Linked DNA regions of Anser cygnoides: region 1 is linked to region 2. The links are chromatin contacts, called in public Hi-C maps. All regions are on one chromosome and are shown on one strand. The core of a region is the stretch at or near the end of the contact, and the rest is flanking DNA. Distances in the headings are between cores, read along the strand shown. Region 1 holds the start of HSPA9 (heat shock protein family A (Hsp70) member 9). Region 2 holds the start of SIL1 (SIL1 nucleotide exchange factor).

Region 1 (6,305 bases), core at 3,768-6,267, 300 kb after region 2:
GCACGAGGAGAAAAGCAGCAGGAGGAGTGCAAGGCTCAACGCCAGCTTACTTGGCCCCAGGAACACAAACCCTTCGGTGCGTGACTTCTGGTGCGTGGGTATCGCCTGTGCTGCCGTCGGAGAGCGCTGTGGCTGGGATCGTCCTGGAGGTCCTGAGATTCGCTGAGGTTTCAGCTCAGCCCCAAACTACTGAAGCATGAGCTGCTGTTCTCGTTGGAAAGATGCCTCTCTGGGGGGCACCTCTCAGCTCAGAGGTGGGAACCTTCGTGAGCGTTGCTGTGCTCTGACAGCGTAGCGCCCGGAGCTGGGCTCTCGGTGCTATCCCAGGGAATCAGCTTACAGGCAGGATTGTTCATCACAACGAGGCGTTTTCACAAGTCTGACCCCATAACAAGAACCACGAGTGGAGGAACGTGGAGAACACTGGGATGGCAGAAAGCTTTGGGCAGGCTGGGATCTAGACCAGATGCCAGAGGGGCCTTGCAGCAAGTCCCGTGTTTTCCCCTGGAGCCTTTCCTGTGTTCCACGCTCATCGAATCGAGGGAGGAGACCTCCACGTTTGGCCAAATCCAACCAGCCTGCTCCGTTCTCCAGTTCTGGCCAGCTTACAAGGTGCTTAGGAACAATCTGCAGCTCGGGAGCTATTAGCAGATTTTTTTTCAGTGAATTTGGAACAAGGAATGAATTTGAGAAACTTCAGCACTTCTTGGCTGATCCCAGGGAAGAAAAAAAAAAAGAGAGAGAGAACTCGGTGCCTGAACCGTCTGTGATGGGTTAATTACACCAGTGAAGGCTGATGGAAGACAGGAACAGCAATCAGAATCTCTGCCTTATCCCACCTATGCAGTTTTCTCAGATCCACTCACAATTGATGTGGTTGCCAATATCAGACCCTTTCCAGTGTAGGGTGACTCCGAGCCTAAACATCTTCTAATTTACTGCTCCGTCCAGCAGTACTGTGGATTTTTTCGATCCGTGCAAGATGTAATCAGGTGGGAAGTGAAGGACTTTTCTCATCCAAGGTCCTGTTTCTGCATTTGAGGTGACAGCCCTCTCTTGAGGACCCTAAACACTTCAAGATGGGACAGGGTTTTCGCTGTGTGAAACCAGCCCAGAAATAAAGATGTCATACAAAAGAAGAAAGCAAAATCTAAACCCCAGGAGCTGGTGGGAGAGAGAGCTGAGGCACAACGACCATGAGCTGAGAGCCTCGGCGACCTTTGGGGCTGGGGGACAGGAGCCCAGGAGGAGCATCTCTTGCCAGGGGTGAGTTTGCTGAACCAAACCTCCCCGCTGTCCCTTCCCCAGCACTCATTTTCCTCCCCGCTCAAAACTGCAGGTCCCAGAGGGAAGCCTCCTCCCCGGGGACTTCCCACCGCATCCTGCACGCCCCAGGGGGCTGCGCAGCACCCACTGCATGCGGCCTAAACCCCATCCAGAAGCTCACGGTGTTCCCTGCGCAGCAACCACAGTTCAAGCAGAGATGAAAACCCTGCTGGGATCAGCACACCTTTAATTAATGGCAATTCTGCAGAAAATCCTGTCCATTCAAAACGACCCTGTGAAGAATGGAGGCATGCTCTCTGGCTCTGGATTATTTAAATCACATGCACTGGGATTTATTGAGACATCCAGGCTGTGTTTTCTGAGCATTAGGAGCTCTTTCCATTACAAATCCACGGATTTTTATGCATTGGGTAATGGATTTTTGATGGAATTTTGAAACTGGAAAGAAGCCAGGGCCGGGGACTCCTCAGAACATCACAGCTGGCACCTAAAGAAGAAGAAAAGAAAAAAAATGGAGAGGGAAAAACTTAATGAAAATATATATTTGTATAAACAATCAATGAAGATCGCGTTCGCGTGTTAAACAACCACCTTGAAATTGGTCTGTCTCAAAGGACTGAGCAATTGCAGACTACCTTAGCATGAATGATTTATGACATTCATGAACTTGGCAACTGCATCAGTTTTCCTAAACCTGGCAGCAAACACCACCTGCATATTAAGTGAAGATTTATGATTTATAAAACTCACCTCATTATGCAGAGGAACATGAATTGTCTTATGTGTGCAGTCTATAACTCCCAGGACAGATGAAAAGGCAGCTATGACACAATTTATGTGCTCTCACTGCTGAAGTTTGTGGGGGAAAAATAGGCGGAATAACTAGGTCTTTGAGTTGGGTGTCTTCAAAGCTGCTCAACGGTGCGGTGGCCAAAATCGCCTGCTTGCTTGGAGGAAAAAAAAAAAAAGCTTTGCAAAGCTTAATGGTGGAGGTCATGTGAATAATCACTGCGCTGAAGGGTGCCCTCCCTCCCGAAAGCACAGGGGTAGGGGGCAGCGGAGGTGCCTCTGTGGAAAGAACGGGCTTGGTGTTGAGCTCAGCGCTTGCATCAATCCCCACCCTTCCCGCTGTCCTTTTTTGATCTTCCTCGCTGCGGGATGAGGGTTCCCAGTTACAAGGAGCAGCTCTGCCACGTCTGTTCGTGTGTCTGTTGTTAGGTGTGGGAGCCACGTCCCCGGGCGAGGACCGAAGCAGAAAATACACGAGCCGAGCATACGGCTGGGTTCTCTCATCTGGGGTGGGGAGCATTGGAAAGACTTGGAAACGAGCCGGGCTGAGGGGCTGGGAATGAGTAACAGGGTGCGAGGAGCGCACTCCTGATCTACCGTGAGCTTGAGTGAATGGGGTTTGTGTCCCTGTCACCACCCCAGCGTGGGGGGACGCCTCCAGCAGGGCTCCTGTGCCCCAGGCAGGGGTGGCAGTGCTGTCCCCAGGCCCCTGGACTCCTGCCCATGGCATGTCCCCCCTGTCCCCTGCAACACAGCGGGGCCGCCTCATGCAGATACATTTAAGCCAGCCCCTGCGTCCCCGCTGGCTCCAACTCCTTTTGAACGAAGGGATGTGACTGAGGAAGGCCGGCCCCGGAGCCGTGCTGTGTGTTGCTAATTACACCCGAGGGCTCTGGCTTCTCTGGGAGGGGAAACACATGTGCTTTGGGTTCATAATTGGTGCAAGGCTACTTAAAACAATTTAAGCTGCCCCCATGCCCAGCTGGGTTGCTTCTGCTCACCCTGTGCTGCCGCTGTCCGTGCAGGGAACTGGCTGGGGAGCTGAGCTGGACAAGGCAGCCCGGCGAAACGCAAAGGGGCAGGGAGCCCTCCTGCCACGCAGGCCTCCGTGTGGCCCCGCAGCCTGCCAGCACTGGCAAGCAGGTGGCTGTGGGGCTGGCACCGAGCCCTGAGGGTTACAAAGCCCGCAGGCAGCGTGGCTGTGACGAGGCTGGAGTGGTGGCAAGCTGCCGGGCGCTGCTGCAGCGGGGCTGTGGCACTCTCCCAGCTCGCTGTCCCTCGCCCTCGATGTCAGGGTGGGGACTTCTCCCCAGCGGCTCCTCCGGCCCTTTATAAACTCCTGTTAAGGAAAGCATCTCCACCGCCTGTTCGGAGAGCACCAGCTCTAGGGACAGCCCGGCTGGCAGCGGTGCCTCGGGGTTTCCTGGGATGGAGGCACCTGGGGGTTTGCTGCCAGGAGGGGGCTGCAATGGGGCCGTCCCCATCGGGGTGCCAGGGAGGAGAGCTCCTGCCCCCAGGTGAGCAGGGCTGGGGGAACTCCCTGAGATGGAGGTCTCAGAAATATCCTCCTTGGGAACAAAGGGGTTGGGGGGCAGTGGGGAGGTCGGGCTGGGCGAGGCAGGCGAGGGGATGAGGCTGGAGGCTGCCTGGGTTCGTCCTTGTTCTGCTGCTTGGCGTGGGGGACACAATTCACTGTTTATTTTCTGCAGTAAAAACCTGCACTGGAGCTCCTCGAGATATATGTTGGTGCTACTGGAAAGGAGGGAGCCAGGAACGTGAACGGCTTTTTTTTATTTTTTTCCCCTCGCTGTCTTATTGCCAAGGCAGCAGAGAAGGAGTGAATTCTGTCGAAGCCCAAATCGGGATTTTTTCTCCTCCAACCGTTACCCGTTTGTTTCACGCCTCTCACGGGTCTGACTTCAAAACGAAATTGTCGTAATTGTGCGCACAAATTGCAGGCTGCACCTGGCCTGGCTGCTCCAGGCGGAGGGTCCCTGTGCCCCCGCCCTGCGCTCGGCCGGCACAAGGCAAGCTGTGAGTGCACGCGGCTGCGCCAGGCCCGGAGCGTTGCAGTTTACGAAGGAGAGGACTTCGCAAGTACAAAATACTTTGTATTTATGAGCTAACACAAGAAACAGTGAGCGCGTATCGGTGGAGCGATCTGTGTTGTTTCCAGAATAAAGAACTGCTTTCTTGAGGCAAGGCGCCGCCCCGGGATTGTGCCGGCTGGGAGCTTTGTGTCCCGCAGGTCGCACCAGGAGCGGGAAGCGATGGGTACGAGCAGGGTAAACTAGGGTGGCTGAGGGGCGGCGTGAGGACCCCGCCCGGAGGGGAGCAGCGTGCTGGGCGGCGGCGGAACGGCTGGTGGCGGTGCCTCGCGGGGGCCCGGAGGGGGAGCAGAGAGCACCGCGGCGGCTCGACGAACAGCAGAGGGCAGGACGGGCAGGGAGCTGCGGGGGGCAGGAGGCAGCAGCACAGGGGACGGCCCCGCTGCCACGCAGGGCGGGGGAGCCCGGCCCGCCCGGCCCCTCAGCCCCGTCCCCTCACCCCCGCCCGGCGCACACCGCGCATGCGCGCCCGCCCCCGGCGCAGCCCCGCCCGCCCCCGCCCCCTCGCGGCGCCTCCCGGCGCTCTGCGCATGCGCCCTCCCCCTGACGCAAGGCGGCTGCAATCGCCCCGCGCTTTCTCCTGCCCGACCTTGAGTGCGCGGCCGCCCGCAGGCCCCCGGCTGCCCGCGGCTGTGCCGGCACCGGGAGCGCAACCCGAGGGCCCGCGCCTCGGCTCGGTGCCCGCGGGGCGAGCCGCCGCCTCCGTGCAAGCCCCTTGGTGCCGGCGCGCAGCCGCGGGGAGGGCGCGAGAACCGGAGCGCTTTACGAAAAGCCAACGGGAGGAACAGGCGATCGCAGGGACAGCCCGCGGAGGGGGGTCCTTGCGGCGCGAAGCCCCCCCCGCGAGGCCCACGTGGGTGGAGGCTTCCAGAAGAGCCCGGCCCGGCCCCACTGCCCCCCGCCGCCATGCTCAGCGCCCGCCGCGCCGCCGCCCGCCTGCCTCTGCTGCTGCCCCGCGGCGGGCCCGCCACAGCGCCCCCGGGGCTCGCGCAGGTGCGGGGGGGCGGGGAGGGGGCCGTGAGGGGGCTGGGGGGGAGCTGAAGGGGAGCTGAAGGGGGGGGCGGAGGGGCCTGAGGGAGGTGGGGGGCTGGGGGGCGTGAGGGGGGCTTGAGGAGGAGCTCAAAGGGGGGTTTAGGGGTCTGGGGGGGCCTGAAGGGGCCTGACGGAGGGCGGGAGGCTTTGGGGGGGGAAGCTGGGAGGAGCTGGGGGGTGAAGGGGCACAGGGGGGGATCTGGGGGGTCTGAGGGAGGTTGGGGGGCCTGGGCTGGGCTGAGGGGGGCTAGGGGGAGCTGAGAGGAGCTGGGGGGGTGAGGGGCCTAAGTGGGGGCGGAGGGGGGCTGGGGGGCCCCCGCAGAGGGGCTGGGGCAGGCCGAAGGGGACTGCAGGGGGCTGCTGGTGCCGTGCCGGCCGCGATGGAGGCAGGCCCAGGCCGTGTGGGGGCGGCAGGCAGGGGTCGCAAGACGCGCCCCGTTAGCATTGGGCACTCCGCTGGCGCTGGTTCCGTTTGCAGGGAAGCCCAGGGCAGGGTTGCTCAATTCCCCGCTGCCCCGGGACAAAATGGTCGCGGAGGTCGGGCTGGCAACGGCAGGGGACGAAAATGAGTTTAGGGGATGGGGCCTCCCGGTCCGGCAGCTCTTGGTGCTGGGGCCGGCCTGCCCCAGCTGTCGCACCATTGCCTGCGTCTGGCAGGGGCAAGGCCACGAGTCCCGAAGGATCCCCAGAACACTCGTGTGTTGGGGCGCTTTTGTTTGTAACGAGATGCTTTGCTAAAAACACGAGGAGAGAAATGCACGACACTGTCGGAGCTCTCTGAGATGCTGACGTGTGCGTGCAGAGACGCAGCTTGTGCAAAAAAACCATAAGAGTTGTCCCAAAACCTTGAGCGCAGATTTTTCAAGCAGAACATCTGAGGCTGACCGCACACAAGCCTTCAGGAACTGGGTTAATGTTTATCTGCTGATCCTCGTCGTGGGCTGAAGGTTCAGAGCTAAATTAGTGAACTAATTTTTGTCTGCTTAACTGGTAGCGTATGCATAGACTGCTTTGAGTGAAATTGCTCAGTTCAGGTAATAAATATTGGTATTATGGGGATAGTAGTAGTTTTTTTTGTGACAAACGGAA
Region 2 (6,425 bases), core at 2,374-4,873:
CGCCGGCTCGGGAAACAGCCGCGAGCAGCAAGCCGCACGCAGGCTGAGCGTGAAATCTCCCCCGAACGCCCAGCAATTATGGCACAGCCATTATCCCTCCTTAAATGCTCCGTGTGCTCTTCGCTCGCTGGGCACCACGTTTCTGGGGAGCGCTTGGTGCGGGGATGCTGTTTATCATTCTCGGGGTTGTTTTAGAAAAAAATAAAAAGATAATAGTAGGAAAACCTCCTGGATTGTTCGTTGGAAATATAAGAGAGCCACACAGCACTAGGAGGGTGGCTGCAGCTGAGCACATGACGCTCCTGGGCACAAACTCACGTGTTTTTGCTGAAGAAAATCTGAATTTCTGGTCAGGTGGCCCAGGAGTCACCCCGTGTCGCTGAGCACCATCCCCGCAGCCACCACGCCATCTCGCCTCCCGCCTCGAGGCTGGGCCCGCTGGCTCTGCTTGGCACAGTGCAGGAGCATCACTCCTGTCCTCGACCTATCATTGGAACCGCTTGCAAATACTGCTTGAAATCGAGTAATTATGGCCAGTGCCAAAGGCAAGGAAAAGTTTTACCAACTCAGCTTCTCTTCTTACTGATCCCCTGGAGCAAAGTCCCAAGCACAGGACTCACACAGCGCTCTGGCATCTCTCCTCCCAGCTCACGTAGGTGGGACACGTGGAGACGCAGGGAGTGTGGCTGTCCCCGGGAAACGAGCTGGAAAGTGCCCCCAGTATTCTCCCCTCCGAGGGCAGTGCCAAAAAAGCTGTTCTTGTGAGCAACCCTGACATGAGCATCACTTTGATTGCCACCACATCACTCGTGGGGAACTTCTCACCCAAAGCGCAAAATGTTAAACTTGTCAAGCTGCCGGCTGAGAAGCTGCCAGTGCTGTTTCACAGGAATAACCCACTTGTGCTCTCTTGGCTTTCCTGATTTCCCCTTTGGAGCCCGGCCGGGATGCTGGGTGCAGGGAGACCAGCCCCGCAGCCCACCCCACGCTCAACCTGAGCAGCAGAGAGCGATGCCTGCCCCTGGCAGGAGGTGTTTAGACACAAGGAATCAATTGCATGAAGTGCAAATTCACCGGTCGACACCGCCGTCCGCAGGCAGAGCGGCTGTTCACTGCGGTGTGCGACGCTTTGGGCTGCAGGGATCGGTGGCTCCACGTTCGTTAACGCTCTGGGCCACTAACGATGGCCAGAAGTGGCTGGAAACAGAGACAACTGAAGTCTGATGGATTAATGCTGCCTCCCACCAATGCAGCCCGATGATCCACCAATTACCTATCTGCTTAGTCCCTTTCTCCATCCTTTTACAAACTAAATAGCGCATTTTATAGTCACTGCTAAGTGATGTGATCAACATCAATTACCTACTGAAAGAGAATCAAGTCCTGATTTAAAATTAAGTGCTGCATTTTGCCATGTTCTTTATATGTAGCCAACAGAATAATTGCAGTGACATAAAAACTAATTACACAACTCCACAATTAGGCCTCCCTCCTAGTGCTGTGATTGTCTTCAAGTACATTGATGAAAAATTACTCCCAGCCCCGAATTACTCTCTCACACCCATCTTCTCCAGTACCTTTAGAAAAAGCTTCCATCCCATCAGATCAAACAGGCACTGTTGAAGAACTCGATCTCGAAATGCAAAAGATAATATATGCAGAGCATGTTTTTTTTTAATCTCTTTGATGTGCGAGTGATTTCAGAAGAGGGGATTAGGCCGGCATTGCCCGAGGACGCAGCAGCGCGTCTCTCTGGACAAGCATCTTAGCAAGACTTTCCAGGCTGCCTGGGGCTGGCGTCCGACACCGCTCCCGCTGGGATCCATGGCACAGGCTCCCACCTTTCGCTGCAGCTCCCAAGCCCCCAGAACGGGCCATGGGTATGCAGGGAGCCGTAGGGATGACCCAGAGGGCTAGCTCCTGCGCTGGGGCAGCAGCAGGGCTCCACAGTCCTGGTTCAGCTCCTCCCATATGGGCCAGACCCACAGCTGAGCTCAGCCACCCCCAGGGCAGCAGTCACTGCAGCCTCCCCTTCCCTGAAAGCTCGGGGGTGTCGGGATCCAGGTTTTTTCTTTTGGGGAGAAGGGGGACTTTATTCTTCTCAATGCTCCAAAAGATTTCCAGTAAAACCCCAATAAACAGGAGAGCAGAGGCAGAGCTTATGCAAAGGAGCTCTTTGCCTCCTGCTGATGTTCCTCCAGCACCTGCTGCCTGAATTTTACTTTTTATCTCCCATCTGCAGCAGAGCAATTATCTCCTGCGGCCAAGGCTCTCTGCTGCCCAGGGATGGAGCAGAGCACTCTTGGGCTGCACCAGAGGGAAGGACGAGCGTGAGACCTGTGTCACACCACCCGGCCGGGGCAGGGTGTCCCCAGCAGGTGTGGGGACAGCTGGGCAGTCACTTTGAAAAGGGTCAGCAGCCAAAGAAGTTCAAGCCCCATCATCGCACCAGGGCAGAGATGTCCCAGCCCTCCTCTGGATGCCACTGACAACCACAGCTTCCGAGAGACCTCTGGTTATCCCCGTCTGCGGGACTCCCACCGGAACAGATCCACGTGGCAGGAACAAAAGGGAACAGCGGAACCCAGCTCGCCTGCCCAGCCGGAGAGACCACAGAAGGCCTTCAGCCGAGATGGGTGAAGCTGCTGGCAGCGCTGCTCTGGTGAGCTGAGGGCCCAGGCTGACCGTGGGAGGAGAGGGAAAAGGCTGGAGCGTGCAGTGCTTCAGCTCCAGGTACCTGAGGATCAGGAGTCATGCCTTGCCCAAAATCACATACCTGCCTGAAAAACAGTGGCATTAAAACTCAATAAATCTGTGAAGCACTTCTGACAGGCTTTGTGGGTTTTGATCCTGATTTTGAAGTGTTTATATCCGACCTGGAAAGATTGAAAACATTTCATTTACTCTGAATTAAGGCTGAAATTTTCCTACAATCCATCACCTACTGCTGGAGGCACAAAACACACAAGGTTTGAGAGAAAAGGAGGGCAAAACCCCACTTGGCTGGCAACAAACACCCTTCTGCTTCCCTGCAGCCTCACTATCTGCTCAAGACATGCAAAGACCAAAGGGTGCAGACCTGCAGCCAAAACAGCAGTGAGGGACATGGGTGTCACCTCCTCCACCCACCCAGCGTGGGGACAGCGTGAGGTGGCACCAAAACGGCTGCCAACGAAGCTGGCAGCCACGGGGGAATTTTCCCAGCTGCAGTATTGGCCTTTTTCTCTCTCCTGACAGCACCAAGGACACGGGGCCCCTTGCACAGCACCCTGTTGTCCCACAGCAGCATGCTCTGCAGCACGGCGCTCCCCACAGCACGGCAGGGATGGCTGCAAAGTACAAATGCCACATTTTATTTGCCTCTTCCCCCAGCTCGTGCTGGCTAGGCAGTTTTTGGACAAGCTGCCTGAGCAGCTCCAAGGGACAGGGGGCAGTGACAGGTCATGGCCACGCGGGGGACAGCAGTGCCAGGGGGCTGCTTCACACTGTGGGACAAACAGAAAGCCTGGGGCCTGAGGATCAACAGCCCGGCCGGCTGCCGGGCCCTGCAGCCCGGGTCGCCTCGGGGGTGCCCCGCAGGAGGGCTCCGTGCCCCCAGCATGGCGCCGTGCCCCCAACATGGCGCCGTCCCCTCAGCACGGCGCCGGCCCCGCGCCCCCTCCCCTCAGCCGCGCTCCCGCCCTCGTGGGCGGGCGGGGCCGGGGCCGCGCACGCGCAGTGCGGAGCGGTGAGTGGGGGGCGCGGCGGGCGGCGGGCGCGGGGGCGCGCACGGGGCCGGGGCTGTGCACGGGGCCGCGCACGGGGCGCCCGTGAGGGGCCGGCGGCGGCTGGGGCCGGGCGCTGCGCCCCGCAGTGCGGCGGGGACGGGGCCTGCGCTAGGCCCCGAGGTGGAATAAAGGAGTTTGTTGTGGCCCGGGGGCGGCTGGGGAGCGCAGGCAGCCGCCTGGGCTCTCGTGTTGTAGAAATAACCGGAAAATAATAAAAAATAAAGGCCGTGCTGTGTGCTCCAGCTAGGGAGAGCTCAGCTGTGCCCCGACCCCCTCACGCCCCCACTGAGGTGGCCCCAAAGCGTCCCAGGGCACGGCTGCGGCGCGGGGCCGCTCACGGGGCTTTTCCTTCAGGGTCTGGGCTCGGCGGTGCGGTTTTTAGCCTGGGTTTTAAAACTTCACTTAGGTACGAGGTTGCGTACGGCCCTCGTAGTGCAGGCTGAGTGAAACCACCACCGCTGCGTGAAGCCGGGGGCCGAGCAAGCGGGGCTCTGCGTACAGGCGCTGCTGGGGGGTCACCTCAGGGTGTTGGGCTCCAGCAGCGGCTGGCGCTCCTGCTGAGGTAGCCTCTGACAAAAAACCAACGCCGCCCGCCTCGCAGCGTGGCCCGGGTTTATGCTAACAAGGTCTGTCGGCGCCGTTTCTTCGTGGCAAGTTATTTTTTGGTGTTTTGCCGCTGGAACTGGCCTAGTACAAACACGGTTTAGGGGCACAAAGCCTAACTTTGCCGGCACCGATTAATTTGCTCGCCAGAGAAGTACGGGCTGCCCGAGCGAAGGCACTTCTGCCACCCATGCAGGGAGGCTGCTCCAGCCCGTGGCCGCGCTGCAGGGCTCCCAGTGCAGTACTGTGGGTCAGGAAGCAGGTAACGTGCCCCAGTGTTTACCAGACGTGTTTCTGATCCGCGTCATCCTTTAGAATTTGTTTATGCTCTAGGGGTAGCGTTATTAGGGGATGGACTTCATTCTTTCTCTCTGTTTTTCCCTAACCCTGCCTTTAAATGACCAGGCTGGCCCACACTGGTATTTTTCAGCCACCTCCAAGGTGTTTTGTGGTGGAAGCATCCAGAATACTGACCCAGAGACTTCTGATGTTCAGTTTGGTATAGGAGTGCAGCTGACAGAGGTGAGGACCATGTCTGCAGGTTCCTGGGTCTGCCTTCTGTATGGCCATGTGTTTGCTAGATCTCAAGGGGTACAAATATGTTTCTGTTAAAGAAATAAGCTGGAAACAGGCAGTTCCTGATGAGGTCTCAGCTCAGCCCTTCAGCCTGCAAAGCTCTGCCCGTGCCCTAGAGACTGCTGGTGTTGGTCCTGCCACTGCCACCTCCTTTTGCACTGTTGAGAATTTCTTCAGCACGAGCAATAAAAAGGCCACAAAAACTTTCCATCACCCCCAAGCCCTTTTTCTTTCCCTGCTCTTACCTTGCAAAGAAATGGAGGACTAATTAAATACCGATGTGGTCAAGCTGGGCAGGTGTGATTGAAAGCACATCAACTCTACACTGAGAACATCAACTCTACTGCAAGGCAGTGGATTATTGCGATAAATTTAGGGATAATAGTCAGTCCTTCTGCGTGCTAATCCTCTCTGCTACCGACTCCCTCTGTGGCTTTCATAACCCACCTCAGCTCTGTTACCGCTCAGGTTTCCCCTCTGAGAAATAATGTTCAACTTTCACGCATGGAGTAGGTGGATCAGCTTTAATTAAGATTTGTTGAGCACTTTGTTGATAAGCTCCCTATAAAGCTGGTTATTATTTATTATTAACACAGATATTCTTAGCGCCTGAAATGAATAATGCCACAACACTGGGGATCTTCTGGGAAACAGCCATGTGGAAGGAGACGGCATGTGTTAACAAAGGCTTTGTCAAATTTCTTCTGGCTGCAGTTTGCGAGGCAGCGTGTTCGTAAAGCCTCCTTTCCAAAAAAGAAAAATAAATAAATACGATTTGAGTTGCTGTGAAATCTTAAATGTTCCTGGAAGTTAAGCCCTAATTCTGCACAGGACTTGTGGCTCTTGCCCACTTGCTGGATTGCTGGCAGAGCCTTCAGCCGGGGTTTTGCTCGGTGTGGTGCAGCTGTGCGTGCATCTATCAGCTGCATGGGCACAGCTGCTCTCACGCTCTGTGAAATACCTCGTCTCAGTGAGCGCTTAGATCCTCGCAGTGCTTTTGGTAAGGATTGCTGCGGGTTCCTCCGCTGTGGCAGGGAGCTGAGCTGGGTGAGGATTCGGGAAGGCTGCAGCCCATGGCACAGGTTGGCCTGGTGGCAAGTGCAGCTGAAGAGCCTCATTTCTGAAAGGTACCAAAGACATGAATTGGAGCGGGTACGGCTGTGCTCGCGCTGTGTTGCTGTGTGGGTGCCCTTTCAGCAGCGTGAGCATCTCTATTGTATTTTTGGGAAGAGAAGGCTGTTAATTTAGCTCTTAAATGTCACTGCTCTAGTGGTGTAGGAGTGGCCAGATGGAGGGTGCTAAAACGAAATACGGGGCTGGAAAAGCCACCTTGTCCCTGCCCCTGTCCCGGGGCTGGATGAGGGATGCTCAGGGCCAGACTGATGGCAGCGGGCGCTGGCTTAGGGTTGGGGTGCAGGCGCGTTCCCTTAGGGCTGTGGCAGGACCCCTGATGTGGGTCTCCATGGGCATTGCCGGGTG

Evidence for each region. A called contact is a pair of places that touch in the nucleus more often than the background predicts.
Region 1: a contact with region 2 is called in a Hi-C map of liver, with 1.8 times the contacts expected there. The contact joins the promoter of HSPA9 here to the promoter of SIL1 in region 2. A contact is called at or near these places in 2 of 7 Hi-C or Micro-C datasets (granulosa cells and liver).

What each region holds. Positions count from the first base shown.
Region 1 is chr14:13,589,113-13,595,417 of Taihu_goose_T2T_genome, forward strand. It overlaps HSPA9 (heat shock protein family A (Hsp70) member 9), which reads left to right and starts at 5,018. Exons shown (of 17, transcript XM_067005547.1): 1 at 5,018-5,177. The coding sequence starts at 5,091. It overlaps LOC106034341 (a long non-coding RNA gene), which reads right to left and starts at 3,393. Exons shown (of 3, transcript XR_001205941.3): 1 at 3,078-3,393; 2 at 2,038-2,234; 3 at 357-1,774.
Region 2 is chr14:13,291,043-13,297,467 of Taihu_goose_T2T_genome, forward strand. It overlaps SIL1 (SIL1 nucleotide exchange factor), which reads left to right and starts at 3,624. Exons shown (of 13, transcript XM_067005539.1): 1 at 3,624-3,727.